5 separate regions of the Mus musculus genome follow, and regions 1, 2, 3 and 4 are each linked to region 5. Evidence: chromatin contacts called from public HiChIP or PLAC-seq and Micro-C data. All regions are on one chromosome and are shown on one strand. Each heading gives the region's core, a stretch centred on a gene start, on an enhancer-like site or on the middle of the called end of the contact. The rest is flanking DNA. Distances are from core to core; before and after follow the strand shown. Region 1 has its middle 36 kb from the start of Apln. Region 2 holds the start of Apln (apelin). Region 3 has its middle 18 kb from the start of Apln. Region 4 holds the start of Xpnpep2 (X-prolyl aminopeptidase (aminopeptidase P) 2, membrane-bound). Region 5 holds the start of Elf4 (E74-like factor 4 (ets domain transcription factor)).

What was found. A called contact is a pair of places that touch in the nucleus more often than the background predicts. HiChIP or PLAC-seq counts read pairs in DNA pulled down with a chosen protein or histone mark.
Region 1: an H3K27ac HiChIP or PLAC-seq map of trophoblast stem cells shows a contact between it and region 5, with 4 times the contacts expected there. The contact joins the enhancer-like site here to the promoter of Elf4 in region 5. A contact is called at or near these places in 22 of 39 promoter capture datasets (the 3T3-L1 cell line, 3T3-L1-derived adipocytes, the C10 cell line and 12 more), 2 of 15 datasets of contacts at CTCF or cohesin (the NIH/3T3 cell line and large pre-B cells), 14 of 484 Hi-C or Micro-C datasets (CD4 T cells, cardiomyocytes, cerebellum and 5 more), 13 of 115 datasets of contacts at active chromatin or transcription factors (the NIH/3T3 cell line, bone marrow-derived macrophages, embryonic fibroblasts and 5 more) and 3 of 9 other capture datasets (adipose tissue, embryonic stem cells and liver).
Region 2: a contact with region 5 is called in a Micro-C map of embryonic stem cells, with 2.2 times the contacts expected there. The contact joins the promoter of Apln here to the promoter of Elf4 in region 5. A contact is called at or near these places in 7 of 39 promoter capture datasets (cranial neural crest, embryonic stem cells, hippocampal neurons and 3 more), 2 of 484 Hi-C or Micro-C datasets (both in embryonic stem cells) and 2 of 115 datasets of contacts at active chromatin or transcription factors (embryonic stem cells and large pre-B cells).
Region 3: a contact with region 5 is called in an H3K4me3 HiChIP or PLAC-seq map of forebrain, with 4 times the contacts expected there. The contact joins the enhancer-like site here to the promoter of Elf4 in region 5. A contact is called at or near these places in 8 of 39 promoter capture datasets (the C10 cell line, the HPC-7 cell line, cranial neural crest and 5 more), 2 of 115 datasets of contacts at active chromatin or transcription factors (forebrain and pro-B cells) and 2 of 9 other capture datasets (embryonic stem cells and liver).
Region 4: an H3K4me3 HiChIP or PLAC-seq map of embryonic stem cells shows a contact between it and region 5, with 4 times the contacts expected there. The contact joins the promoter of Xpnpep2 here to the promoter of Elf4 in region 5. A contact is called at or near these places in 7 of 39 promoter capture datasets (the C10 cell line, cranial neural crest, embryonic stem cells and 2 more), 1 of 484 Hi-C or Micro-C datasets (embryonic stem cells), 5 of 115 datasets of contacts at active chromatin or transcription factors (embryonic stem cells, large pre-B cells, memory CD8 T cells and 1 more) and 3 of 9 other capture datasets (adipose tissue, embryonic stem cells and liver).

What each region holds. Positions count from the first base shown.
Region 1 is chrX:47,997,268-47,999,967 of GRCm38.p6, forward strand. No RefSeq gene overlaps it. Among named protein-coding and RNA genes, the nearest start is that of Apln, 36 kb to the right of the region's middle. Within about 2 kb of position 1,329, at least 18 of the 459 cell types and tissues checked have an H3K27ac peak or open chromatin away from gene starts, as enhancers often do. A contact at or near this core is called in trophoblast stem cells, where this site is marked.
Region 2 is chrX:48,033,582-48,036,281 of GRCm38.p6, forward strand. It overlaps Apln (apelin), which reads right to left and starts at 1,272. Exons shown (of 3, transcript NM_013912.4): 1 at 858-1,272. The coding sequence starts at 924.
Region 3 is chrX:48,015,817-48,018,539 of GRCm38.p6, forward strand. No RefSeq gene overlaps it. Among named protein-coding and RNA genes, the nearest start is that of Apln, 18 kb to the right of the region's middle. Within about 2 kb of position 1,290, at least 46 of the 459 cell types and tissues checked have an H3K27ac peak or open chromatin away from gene starts, as enhancers often do. A contact at or near this core is called in forebrain, where this site is marked.
Region 4 is chrX:48,107,380-48,110,090 of GRCm38.p6, forward strand. It overlaps Xpnpep2 (X-prolyl aminopeptidase (aminopeptidase P) 2, membrane-bound), which reads left to right and starts at 1,346. Exons shown (of 21, transcript NM_133213.2): 1 at 1,346-1,815. The coding sequence starts at 1,767.
Region 5 is chrX:48,453,019-48,455,846 of GRCm38.p6, forward strand. Elf4 (E74-like factor 4 (ets domain transcription factor)) reads right to left here and starts at 1,301. Exons shown (of 9, transcript NM_001381876.1): 1 at 854-1,301.

The sequences.
Region 1 (2,700 bases), core at 79-2,578, 460 kb before region 5:
ACTTGGGAGGGTGAGTCAGAAGGATTGTAAATTCAAGGCCAGTCTGAACTACATAGTAAGTAAGACTGGTTCCAAAATAAACAAACAAACAAACAAATAAATAAAGCAGCCAGGGTGTCCAACATGGCTTGGCATTATTCACCCCTGCATATCCATTGTAGACACTTGTGCCATGGGGACTCCTGGGGAACCTGCCTACCATGGGAGCTGCCCAGCTTGTCCAGCTGCCCAGTGTGGTTTCAGACAGACTGGAAAGCTTGTTCTCTTCAACTCGGGAGCTTGGCTTTCTGAGGGGCCTTCGGAGGCAGCATAGCAAGCTTACTGTCCGTCGCAAAGCCCAGCCCCAGCCAGACAGGAAGGCACACACTGTAATCCCAGCACTCAGGAGGTGGGGACAAAAGGATCAGGAGTTCAAATTCATCCTCTCCTCTCCCACATATCAATCAAGTTCAAGGCTGGCCTAGGCTACCAGAAATCGGAACTTTAGGAGGGAAAAAAGAATGAGCAAACAAAAACCGGAAGCTCAGCTTTTGTGTGAATGAGTGCAAAGTCTAAAGTGACAAAATCTAAGATGGACACTCTTTGCTGCTCTGAGATGTCTAAAACTCAGGGAAATGGATGATGGGGGGGGCGGGGTCACATCTTTCTCCTGACAAGATATGGATCGTGGATGATTGTGCAGTGTGATATGACAAGTTGCTATAGGGAATGGTCTCAGTACGATGAGGCCACCCTTGTGCTCATGGCCCCTGTACATTCTCCCTTCTGTGGGATCAGTTCATACCTGCTGCTCCCAGAGGATGGCCCTTCAGCCACCCAGGAGCAATGGCCTCTGTTCCATTCCAGGAAAGCCCCAAGCCCTTTGATGCCTCTGGGCTTCTGCACTTGATGTTTCTTGTGCCTGGAAAGTTCTTCCCTCAGGACTTTGCAGGCTGGATCATTTCATCTTTCAGGTTTCCTCATAGTGAGAAGAGTCTCAGGCCATCTCATTGTGATCTGACTGTCTACAATAACATCGCGGTCTCCTCCCTCAGCTTACGTATTTTGTGCTAGCCATATGGGATTATAGATCATCTCTTGAGACACTTATGATCTACAAAGAACAACACAAACAGTAATCTTTATATACTGCTTGCCATGTACTATGCCTTGTTCCAGACACCTTCCTTCTATCAATTCATCTTAGTCTCAGAAGCCTACTTTTTACATATGAGACTACTGAAGCTCAGAGAGGTCAGAGAACTTGCCCGAGGTCACACAGCTGGCTAGTGCGAAGTGAGCTATTATTAGTCACTAACCTGGGGAATTCCCCTGTTTCTGTTGTGGTTATTGTTGAGCCAGGTTGCTTAGGAAGTGCTACATCAACTCCTCCTGCAGTTTAGATCCTGTCTGCTGACAGTTGTGGTAAACAAACAATGGCCCCGATACTGCTGCGTTTTGGCATCCGTTTCGTACGTGATGAAAACTTTTGAACCCCAGCCCTTCTCCACACACATAGATCTCAGCAGGGAAGTCATGTATGCAGGACTTTGTCTCGACTTGAAGCTAGGATCTCATATTCGCCAGCCTAGTGGACTCTATAGAGGCTGCTCCTACACCCCACGCCTCTCCCTGAAGAATAGCCAAGGAATGCTACAGTGTGAAACAGCATTATGCACAGCTCACAAACAGCTGAAGCCATGACCTCACCCACGCAGCAACTCCTTCCTGAGGGCCAGCTGTGGGCCAGGTAAAGTTCTTGGTCCCGAGATTCTAGCCATGAATCCAACAGCCTAGAGTCCTATGCTCCTGTGGTGTGCGTGGTGCAGCAGAGAGGGGCAGAAGACTAAGAAATGCCTCTTGGTGATAAACATCACTGGAGAAAAGTTAAACATGGAAGGAGACTTGGAAGGGGAGCCGTTTTAAATATGGTGGTCAGAAAAGATGTTACCAAGAAAGTGACTTCCTGAACAAAGATGAGAAGGGGTAGGGCAGCCACCAGGAGCCAGGCTCCATACTTTTGTATACACACGGCCTTCTACAGTGGCCTGGCATGGCCTAGGTGGATCTTTTTCCTTTGTGGACTTTTGGATGAGGGCTTGGCATAAGAGGCTGTGCCCAAAGGCAAACTTCACCCCTGAGCTTTAGAAGTCACCAAGCTGAAGGACCCCATTCCCTATATATGGAAGGGACAGGCAGAGAGCTGCAAAGACAAGCACCTTGCTCTCTGCCTGCCTTCTCAGTTTACTAGTCTGTGTATATTCACTGGGAAAACAGCGGTGGCACACATGTCCCCCATGAGCCTCTAAGCTGTAGTCACTTCTTCATTAGGAGCTGTAGCATTTAAAGGGGTATCTGCAATGCTCAGTGTATGTGTGTGCATGTATAAGGGGGTATATATCTCAGACTCTTTCAACGATTATAATAATGTCTTTTGCTTTCAGGACAATGCTAATGAGGTCACTGTCAGGGTATCACCTTGTTTCACTAGTCAGCAGGATACCTTGATTCTAAGCCTGACTCTAGCATCAGAACTAAAACATCAACCTAACCATATACTTGGAGTCTGACCTTTTATGTAAGTACATTTTGCCCTCTGAACAGTACTTATTTTCATTATTACTTACTTACTTATTTCTAAATGGAAAGTCTCCTGTAGTCCAAGGTGACCTTGAACTCACCGTGTAGAAGGATGGCCTTAAACTCCAGATCTTATTTTCT
Region 2 (2,700 bases), core at 22-2,521, 420 kb before region 5:
CCTGTGTTTCCTGGGTTTTGGTACCGGGAGACTGGGGACCGAAGTTATACCTGAGACAAGAGTGGAAGGGGAAGCCAGAATAAAGAAGAAGCAAGTCTCCGGAGAGATGAACGCTGTGGGGCCAGGTGTCCCACAATGGAGCAGAGAACAAAATCATCCAGGACCTTGGAGTACAGAAGATAAGCCTGGCTCTGTCCAGTCCAGATCTGCCTTAAGGACGCTGCCTCTGCTTACACATAGGCTAAAGGAGCAACAGCTGGGATCCACTAGCCACTGCGGTCGCCCCCGCCCCCGCTCCCGCAGCGTGCTCCTGACTATGCAACAAGTGTCACGTCTACATGTTGGCACATCATCTCCAGTAGCTTGAGCCCCTGGACTGGCCAGCGGCCCCTAAACTCTAAGACCCAGAGACCTTCAACATGGAGTCCTGACCCCACTCAGCTCAGGTCAGCCACCTCCACTGATTCACGAGGTGAGCTGGACATACCGCCATCCTCTCCCCCCACCCCCACTTGGGGTGCAGGGTGCAGGACATAAGGTGTAAGTTTGTGGTCCTAAGTACTTTAAACTACGAGGGGCATGGGGCTGGGGGCTAAGTGGTGATATGCAAGGTAATCATGAAACACCCCCCCCTCCCGCGCGCGCTGTCCTAGGAAGCAAAGCCTACATGGCATGTCGCCCCGTGGCCCCAGATGCCCTGTCAATAGGCCTCCCGGTGTGGCTGGCGCGTGGCTGCTCCTGCAAGGCTCGCACCATGTTTCCCTGGAGGCGGGAAGAGCGCGCGTGGGGCGGAAAGAGAGGACCGCGCAGGCTGCACCTCGGGAGAGCCCCAAGCGAGCAGGAGGGCACGCACTCACCTCCACAAACTGCAGTCAAGGAGAGCCAGAGCAGCAGCAGCGCCTGCACGCAGAGCCTCAGATTCATGCTGCAACTCGGTCCGCGGCAGCCCAGAGGAGCCGGCGAGTGGGCGGAGAGGCAGGGCACCCGGACGCAAAGAAAGGCGCGAGCCGGGGCTGGCGCGTGCGGGCACGGAGCTCGCGTGGCTCCCGGACCGCGGGAGGGTGAGCGCCCCAGCCGCACCGCTGGCTGCCTGCCCCACTCCTGCTCGCTGCCTCTGCTCTTGGTGCAGCCTTCTCTGCCGCCGCGGGGCAGCGCCGCGAAGCTGGCCTTGGTGGCTTCGGGTCGGCGGCAAAAACTCTCTAAGTGGCTGACGCTGCTCTGCCCGCGACTCCCAACTACCCGTTGGTCCAGGCTGTTAGAGAGAATGCTTCCCTGCTCACTTCGGGGTCTGCATTTTGTAGCTTGTGGTTTGGCCGCGAGCCCACTTGGTCATGTGGTCATTAGGAGGCGGGGGGGTTGGGGGGGGGGGGAAGAGAGGCAGGAAGAGGGAGAGGGAGTGAGCCTCCCGCACCGCCCCCCTCCCGGGAAGCATGCTGCAGCCCTATCCAGGGCGCGAGAGAGAACCCAGAGGTGGCCCCACAACAAAGGCCGAGCGGCTGCTCGGACAACCCACAACTGCTCCCCGGACAATGCCTGCCTGGCCGGGGTCCAGAGGGTTTGTAGAGACCTGAAGGATTTCAAACACGTAAACCATTTGAAACAGTGAGGGGCACTCTTAACCCTTTCTCACCTGGGTTTCCTTAACAGCTGTCAGGATACCTGGGCGTTTGCAGAAGGACCCTATTTGGGCTGCCCACAACACCCTCCCTCCATTTCCGAATCTAACTATGTTTTTTTTTCTTTCCTTGACACTGCATTCGCAAGTATGGGTTTGCTCAAGACCTCCCCTACTCCGCCTTTTTCCTCTGCATCTTCAACTGAATTAGAATTGGGGGTGATTGCCTAGGTTGTGCATAAAACTTAGGTAACCACCATTCATATCTCCTGCTGTCCCCTAGCGAGTACCTTCTACCTGGACTGGTGGGCTCGGTGACCAAGCTCTTTATGCATACAGCAAAACCTCAATATCCCACCCAATCTAAAGGCCACCGTTCTGTCCCTGCCCAACCTGAGATGCTACCCCCTGGTTCCTCTTTACTGTGGGGAGGCATTCTGCAGGTTCTACCATGTTCCCCTTCTTGCTGCTTGGAGCTGACCCCAACTTAGTTTTGTCTCGTTGTAGGGAGGATCCTCCCAGCTCCTTCCAAACTCAGCTGGATTTCTTTTACACTCAACTGGGATTCCCTATTATAAGAGGGCCTGGAGTCATTTGCCTTTCTACTCTAGATGCTTAGCTCCTTTTACAGCCTGGGATTCCCCCAAAGAAATGCACCAGATTGGGAACTCTTTAAGACAGGACCCTAACGGTCCCAATCTTCCAGGTCTCTCCAAAGTCCCCAATATCATTCTCTGCACATAGGTGGCACTCAACACATATTAAAAGACTAAATCAAAAGGTGTTCCCACCTTGCAGCAAGCCAGGCAGTTTGCTCCATGTGTACATCCAAATGTACACAAAAGGTACATTGGACAGGGTTTCTCTGTACCGCAGAAGATGTGAAATGGTATGCTATATTAGTATGAAATATCTTTGAAATGTTACAACGTTCCAATACATACATTTATCAGTCTCTCTGCCAAAACTGTCCACAAGAAAGTGACCTTTTATATATATATATATGCAGCTCCAGGCCCAGAACACAGCCTCAGAGCTAACGGGCTTCAGAATATATGATTCTGAATATAAGAGTAACTATTCAA
Region 3 (2,723 bases), core at 40-2,539, 440 kb before region 5:
CCATAGCTATCCACGTTCTAACAAGATCATATGCCTTTTACAGCTTGCAGCTGTGCAACATTGTGGAGAGATAATACTTCCCCTGACAAGGCAATGTGTTGCATGTGGATAATGACAGGCGCCTTGGGGGGGGGGGCTGTAAGGGGTCTCTAATGACTTGGATGGATCCACCTGTTTCAGCTCATTGTCACCAGAGAGAGGTCATAGGTCATCATTGCTCACAGAATTCTCTGCTGGAACTCATAAGTAGCACCCCTTGTGAAGAGATGTTCACCCAGGTTGGTGCGCCGGGATTCCCTTTTCCCTGCCTTGAGCTTCCTTTGTCCTTCATTAAATGGAGTCAGTCATGCCTGCCTTGATGGCTTGTTCTGAAGAAGACATGATGGCTAACACAGAAAGCATGTCCTAAACTACTGGCTAGCACGTAACAAGTGTGGAAGCCAATTCTGGAAAGTCTGCCCTAAATGCTTTTGCCTGGCCACACAATAGAAGCTTCTCTCCCCTCCCCCCACACACCTTTTTTTTTTTTTTTAACCAACTCCACAAACAGGTAGAAAACCTAGAAGCCCGAGTAGTCTCTGGGATCAAAGAATCCAAGTTAGAAATGATCCAAAGTTGAGACTTTTCAAATTGTGTTCCACAGAATTGTGGGTGCCTGGGGTGGGAGGACACTGGTAGGAAGAAGAGTGAGACTCAATTGGTGATGCCGAGAGCTTTGATACAATTTATCTGGGCTATGGCTTTGCAAAGAGTTTGAAAAGTCTGGCCCAGCATTCCTGGCTTTGCTCCTGGACTACATGAACCCAAGTAGCCTGAAAACAGCCGCAGTGAGAGGCACTGGGCCCAGAAGGTAGCCAAAGCTCTATTTGCTCCCACGTCTATCGGGCCAAGCCCTGTTCCTGTCCCAGACCTTCTTGTAGACCCAGGCTCTTTTAACCTGGCAGTCTGAGAATCAGTAAGGTAAGCAAAATGAGTCTCGTTTCCTTAGGGAAGGAAACAATTCTGGGCCTTCCCTTCCCTTCCCTCTGGAAAGGAAGAGCAGGGGCACAATCCAAAGCACACTGGGCTAGGGGGCCCACCTTTCAGGGCATTCTTTGCTGAGGGTGAAGGGTAGGGGTCTAATCTGCATTCAGGACAAAGCTGACAGGGTGTTTGAGTGTTGTTGTCATAGAGACTCAGAAAGGTGTTATTAGCATCTTTTCAACTCAGTGGCCCTGTGTGGTCCAGTCCCGTGCAATCTTAGCAGTAGCGCGCTGTCACCCTGGCAACCCATTAGCCTAGTGTTGTTACCATGGAAACTCCAGCGCTGTTGATGGGCCCAAGAACTTCCCTGAGGAGATATGCTCTGGGGGATCTGCCCTTGGCAGTGCCTATTCCTCAGGTCTCCCAACTAACAGTTGCCTGCTACTCAGACACTGGAGGCATTTAGGGCTTTTTTTTTTTTTTCTGGAGTAAGCTCAGATTCTGTGTGACAGAAAAAAATTTGGCCCTTCAAAGTGGCAAGTCTATGCTTTGTTACCATGGAAATGCTGCTTTTAAGGCTCTCAATGCAGGATGCAAAACTAACTCTTGCAGGAAATTGAGGCCAGCCAGAAAGGAGGCTGTGGGCTTGCACTTCACACTCTTGGAGCTCGTTCATTCATTTGGCATTAGTGAGCATCTATTAATACACTCGGTGCTGTGGATGCTCAGGGTTAGAACTAGAGACAAGGCCTGATCATCCACTGTCCTCAACTGAAAAGAAGGTCAAGGTGGATAGAACCATTTTTACTTCCCGCTTCAACCCTATCTGGTTCTCAGTCACTGTATCAGGACCATGGGGTAACAAAGAAGCCTAGGTCCCTTGGGGGAATTCTGTGATAAGAGGAGAGGTATCACTAAACGTCAGCCCCTCCCCCAAAATGACATCAAGATTTCTCTGAGCTCAAAGAAATCCTCAGATTTGCTGTGTGAGGATGAACAAGAGGAATATCTGCTATAACCTCTCCCTTACTTGTATCTTTAGGAAACTTAGATCATTGTGACGTCTGAGTAACTAAAACCTGGGTAGACTTGCCAGAAGAGTCCACTGGCAAAGCAGGCTGCCTTTCGAGGTAATGAACTCCTCATTACTGGAGGTAAGCAAGCAGAGACAAAGCAACTGCTCAGCAAGGATTGTATAGATGGTTCAGTCATAGTCCTGGAGGTAGACTGCAGTCTTTAAATCTTGGCACAGCTTACTAACTGTGTGACTATAGGCAATTTGCTTAAGCACATTGAGCTTTGCTTTTCACGTCCACAAAAATGGAGGTGAGAGTTTCTGCCTAGTGTCGTTGTCTTGGGGATTCAATCAGTATGGTAGAAGGAAAGCACACAGAATAGCACCTAGCACGTCAGTACTCAATAAACACTGGCTTGCCTTGTGACATGATGGTTTGGCTGAAGTTCCCACCAAGTGCCTGTTAGCTCTGCATCCTCCTGTACCATCTGGAGAGAGAGAGAAGGCGTCCCACCAAGGGCAGGGCCCTGTACTGACCCCAAGAGCTTTGAACTCCCCAGGAGCATGCTTGTAGTAGCGGTTTTCTTTTCAGGTTGCTTTTAGTTTCAATCTCTTCACTGAGCCTAAAGACCCAAGGGTACAAGGATCATCTCCACAGGGTAGTAAGGGAAGTGAAGGATGAGCAGGGACCCAGTTATCAAGTTCCAGAGCTGGCATGGCAGCTTCCTTTCTGTTACAACCCTTC
Region 4 (2,711 bases), core at 96-2,595, 350 kb before region 5:
AATGTATTTTGATCAAAGCACCCCTATTCTTTCCACTCCAACTCCTCTACTATCCCATGTACCTTTTTCCCCTCCCAACATACTGCACCTTTTTTTTTTTTAAATACTCTGAGTCCAGTTAGTGGGTGTGGGAATACCCACTGGAGCACGGAAAGCCTCTTAGGAGCACATATCTGAAAACAGACTCTCCCTCTCTTAAAGGCAATCAGTTACCTCAGAGAAGGGTGGGACTTCACGAACCCCCCCCCCCAAATCTCCCGTAGGAATGAATGCTTCATCATTCTTAAATGGATTGTTGAAAGCCACCAACAATTTATTATGGTTACATTAGAAATAAAGTCAAAGCTAGACATGATGGTCAATGCCTGTAACCCTAGTAGCCAGGAGGCTGAGGCAGGAGGATTATAAAATCAAGACTAGACTGGGCTGGTTTTTTTGTTTTGTTTTGTTTTGGTTTGGTTTGTTTTGGTTTGGTTTTTTTGAGACAGGGTTTCTCTTTGTAGTCCTGGCTATCCTGGAACTCACTTTGTAGAGCAGGCTGACCTTGAACTCAGAAATCTGCCTGCCTCTGACTCCCAAATGCTGGGATTAAAGGTGTGTGCCACCACCACATGGCTGGGCTGATCTTTTGCTACAAAACCCCTTATTGAAATGAATCATTGTTACTTGGAAGAATTTCTTTCTGGGCTCACAGGACCCCAGAGGTTCTAGAGAGCCTTTCCTTGGAGCTGTCTTAGAATCAGTGTGGCGTGACACTCCCTGATGGGACAGAGTACAGGGGGTGAGTGCATGTGCCTGCCAGCACACACACACACACACACACACACACACACACACACACACACATGATTTCTGCTTTTCAGCTTTCTGCTTCCCTCCCAGTGAGTTCTGTTCGGGAAGCTATGTCAAGAGTATTTCCAGTTTGCTGTCTTCTCAGACCCCTCAGACTCCTCCTTTGGGGTATTCTAACTTCAGCTGCATCCCCTGGTCCCTGCAGATATTTGGGCCTTCAAAGGCATTCCAGATATCAAGGCCCCTAAGCAGCTTAGGCTTTGCAAAGCCCAGAACATGCAGCTGAATGGCACTGGGGGATCCCCAGGGAAGGTCTGCTGGTATATTTTAGGATGGACTAGTGGGGAAAGTCATGCCACCAATTGTAACTCAGTTACCAGTTGTAAGACAGTAACCCCTCTCCCCAGTTGCAATCAACATTCCTGATCTGGGTGTGGGAGTGGGAGAACACTCATACACTCATTCACTGGCTTTTTTTTTTTTGACACAGGAGGGCTTAGAGGAGGAATAGAAGTAGGAGCAAATATCTATCCCAAAGCAAAAGCAGGGCTGCACCAGTGCCTGATGTGAGCTAATAGGAAACAGCTTGCTGGAGGGTGGGGAACAGAATTCAGAAACTGCTAGGGTAGAGCTGCTGAAGAGGGGGGCTGGGAGAGGCTGGGTGATTGAGACCAGCTGTTGCTCGTCCATCTCAGAGATCTTTGGACTCTGCCCAGGGGCAGGCTCACACCCTACCTACCCTAAGCCACAAGAAACCAGCACAGGTTGCTTGGGCAGCCCGAGGCACACTCTCCACGGTGGCTTCCCAGACTTCCTGAAACAAAAGATTACAGAAGGATCCTCATCTAACATCGAGACACAGCCATCAACCTTATTTGCTTCTGCCCAGGAAAGGCCTGGAAGAAGAGGCCACCAAACAACCCAACCCTCTCTCCAGTCCCTTGATCTACTCGTCGCCTGCATCTGGAGACCCAATGGCCCAAGCCTACTGGCAGTGCTACCCCTGGCTTGTTCTCCTCTGTGGTATGTGCACCCCAGCCACTCCCAGCAGGCAGCTCTGATCTCTCTCTCTCTCTCCAGGCTCAGAAAAGTTTGGAGTAAGGGCTAGGACCCAGGTTATCTTTTTTTCTCTTTGTCACTTTATCTTGCAGAAAAGGCCCCTGGTGGGGCCTTCATGACTTGGATCAAATCTAGTTTGGCCCCTTTCCATGCCCAGACAAAGTGATTGCGTCACTTGTGAGGTTGATGGCTTTTTAAAAATGACTGCACGAAAGGCCTTGCAGAAGGGAGCCAGGTGGAACACACACACAACACAGTCTGTTAGGGATGTAGAACTAGTGAGTACTGGAGGGCTTGCTGCCAGAAAGTTACTAAGAGGAATCCTTGAGGTCCAAGGATGGCGTATTCTTGCTAAACTGACTTAACAGGATTCTTACTGAAGGCTGGCCAAGGTGATGAGGTACTAAGGGGTGGGGAATAAAGACTCTGATCTGATCTTGAAGGTGATCAGATATTGAAGGGTGGAAGTTTTCTCTAAACTGACTTAGCAGAATTCTTGCTAGGACAATAAAGACCTGGCAGGACAGGGCAGGTACAATAGGTCAATGTTGAGGTTTTGTCAAGAAAAGAGATCAAGGGGAGATGTGACATAACCTGTGGCCTGTTTGTTTCCAAATAAGTACCCAGTTCAGCTTCCCATCACTATCCCTGGTCCTAGGAAAATATTTCTCTTTGTCCTCTGACAGCAGGACCTGTTGATTAATTCAGCATCCAGTTATCTCGTTGGTACCACCCTGTACCAAAGAAAACAGAGAGAATGATAGACCCTGGCTGGTATTCAGATGAACGTGGATTGGCTAGGTCTCACTTCCTATGTTGGCATGTTAGCACTGCTATTTTGCTGGAGAGCTGCTCCGCCA
Region 5 (2,828 bases), core at 51-2,550:
AAACTCCAGCCCCTGCCAAGAGGTCTCTATTTTGGCAGTTCAGGTCTCCAAGTCGTAGGTTTACGTGCGAACGGGCGGGCTGGCGGGCGTGTGTGTGTGTGTGTGTGTGTGTGTGTGTGTGTGTGTGTGATCGCGACTGTGAGTGTGCGTGTCTCCAGTGTCTGGCTGTGGAAGCCCTAGGGGCCACTGGTTCAACCTGGTCGGAGTCGCCTGAGTCCGCAGAGCCTCCTGCCCAGCGGCGTTGCGATCGCCGATCGGCACGGGGTGGGGGCGGCGCCGCAGTCACTAACGGCCTCTCCACTGAGGCTAAGCTGGCCGGGGCTGACCGAAAGCGCCTTCCCGCCCGCCGCCGCCACCACCGCCGCCGCCGCCGCTCACTTCTGCTTGTGACCTCTGGAGCTCAGACTCCTCACAGTTCCCAGGCTGAGACACACGCACCCTTCCTGGTCTCCACCACCCTTGATGCCCCACGCGGGCAAACTTTTCGAGCTCTCGCCCCGCGTCCCAAGAAGCGGCGCCATCGACGTACCTGAGGTCCGGCGCTCCTCCGGTCGCCCGGGCGGGTCTGGTGACCCAGGCTCTTCGGATCTCGGTCGGCGGGTGGTCCCCTCGCCGTCTCAGAGCCCGAGACACGGGTCCCCAAGGGCCGCCGGACCGCCTTCTCCTCCCCCCACCTCGAAATCGGGGCCCCGGCCGGCGGCGCCGGGAGCTGGGCGCCGCGGAAAGGAGAAGTGGCGGCTGAGCGCAGCGCCGGGTCCGTCCTCGCGGCCGCCGGGGGCCGCCCGCCCTCCCGCCCGCCCTCCTGCTCTCCTCGGGGCCCGCCTGCCCCCGCCGGCCCGCGCCCGTGACTCACCTCGGCGCCGGGGCAGGCTGGTCCGGGCGGGCGGGCGGCCGGGCGAGGCGCTGGGCTTCTCCCACACGTCCCGCCGCCGCCGCCGCCGCCGCCAATGGCAAAGTTGGAGGGCGAGCGAGATGCGAGCCCCAGGTGAGACGGCGGCGCCCCGGATGAAGAGGAACCAGGGTGCCGGCAGTGCGACGGGAGTCCCGAGGTTCCCGGGAGGCCGCGCCGAGGGAAGGGCGGCGGGGGGCACCCGCTGATGAGGAGGGGGGCGCGAGCCGCTGGAGAGCTGCGCCGAGGCTAGCGAGAGAAAGGGGAAATCGCACTGGAGACACACACAGCACACACGCGCGCACGCACGCACACACACACACACAGACACACTCACACACAGACACACTCACACACGTCCCCGCGGGCGGAGGCTGGGCTGGGCGCGCAGGAGGCAGGGCGAGGAGGGACTGAAGAGCGGGAGGGAGGGACCGACGGGAGGGACCACGGGCTAGCGGGCGGGGTGGAGAAGGGAGGCTGGGAGGAACCAGGCACCGGGGTGGAAACAGCGCCCCTCCACCCCAACCCCGCCACGGTCGCCAGCACGGCAGGGGGAGCCTTGCCAGGGGCCCGCGCAGGCTCTCCTGCCCCGCGAGCCTCGCGGCCCCCCACCTCCGCGGAGAGGTCAGAGAAGGCAGAGCCCCTCCCGAGCTCACGTCGCACGAGCTGCTTCCCTAGCGAGCACCCCCCTCCCACACTCTACTCATAATTGGCGGGGCCCGGGGCCCTCGGCTCTGACTGGGCGCTTCTCGGCGGGAAGTCCCACACAATATCCCGTGGAGCTATCCTGGGGATTCTGGAAGGCGGTACTCCGATGGCTTGCTACCTCGGCTGCCCCCCACCACACCAGCACTCCACAGTACCAAGCATGCACTGTGGCAACCAGGCAGCTTAGCAATGATGGGAAGAGATGGACAGAGGGTACATTTTGCAAACAATGTCCACCCCACCCCCACCCCACCCCACCCCTTGGAGTCTCTGAACAGAGATTTCCTGGATTGGTGTGACCAGAGAGTTGCAGGAAAGTCTGACCGCTTGGGGGGGCCAACACAGCAGGTGTACAGTCAGCCAGAACTGGGGTTCAGGGAGAGAGCCTACACCCCACATTTTCGATATAAAGTCAAGCAATGGCTGTCCTTGAGCTGCCCACTTCAACCCATTTGCACTTTTTCTCCGTATCCACACCAGTCCCCATCTGGTACCACAGCTAAGGTCCTGGGAAGGTGTCTTCTGGAAATTGTCATTTCTCACAGCTCTATGCTGACTAAAGCGAGGGTGGGGAGGGCTGCGGGAGAGGCACGCAGGGGGCGGGGCGTGGTGGGAAAGCAGAGAGACATGACCTTGGCAGAAAGCCGCTGGGGGTGGGGAGCTCCGGGGGAGGAGGGCCCTTTGAGAGATGGCCAAAGGGGCTTCAGGTCAGGATCTACTCAACCACCTCCAAAAGCCTGCTTCATCAGCTTTGGAAAAGATGATCCTGGCTCAGGGCTTGGGTAGTGGGTGGCATCATCAAAAACGGGTGTGGATCACAGGTTAACAGTAAAAGATCTAGAGGCTGCACTAGGGTCCTGGCTCCTGAAACCTCCTTGTTACTCATAGACAGACAAGTCCTGGAAGCAAGGACCAAGAGCAAATTTCCACTTCTTTTTCTTTTACAAGTGAGCACATTCTCTTTAGGAGAGTCTAGATTCTGGAAAAACACAGCTTTCTGTTGGACTCCAGCCTCTGAGGCTCTCCTTTCTAGTTTGGGGCAGGTCTCAGACAGCTTCGAAGCTCACCAAGGCCAAAGTGGGTACAAAAACTAAAACAGTAAGCCTCACATAGTGTTTCAGGTCTTTAATCCCAAAACTGGGGAGGCAGAGGCAGGTGGGTAGCTAAGAGTAAGGCCTGCCTGGTTTACAGTTATAGTAAATTCCAGGTTGGCCAGAGCTGCATAGTGAGA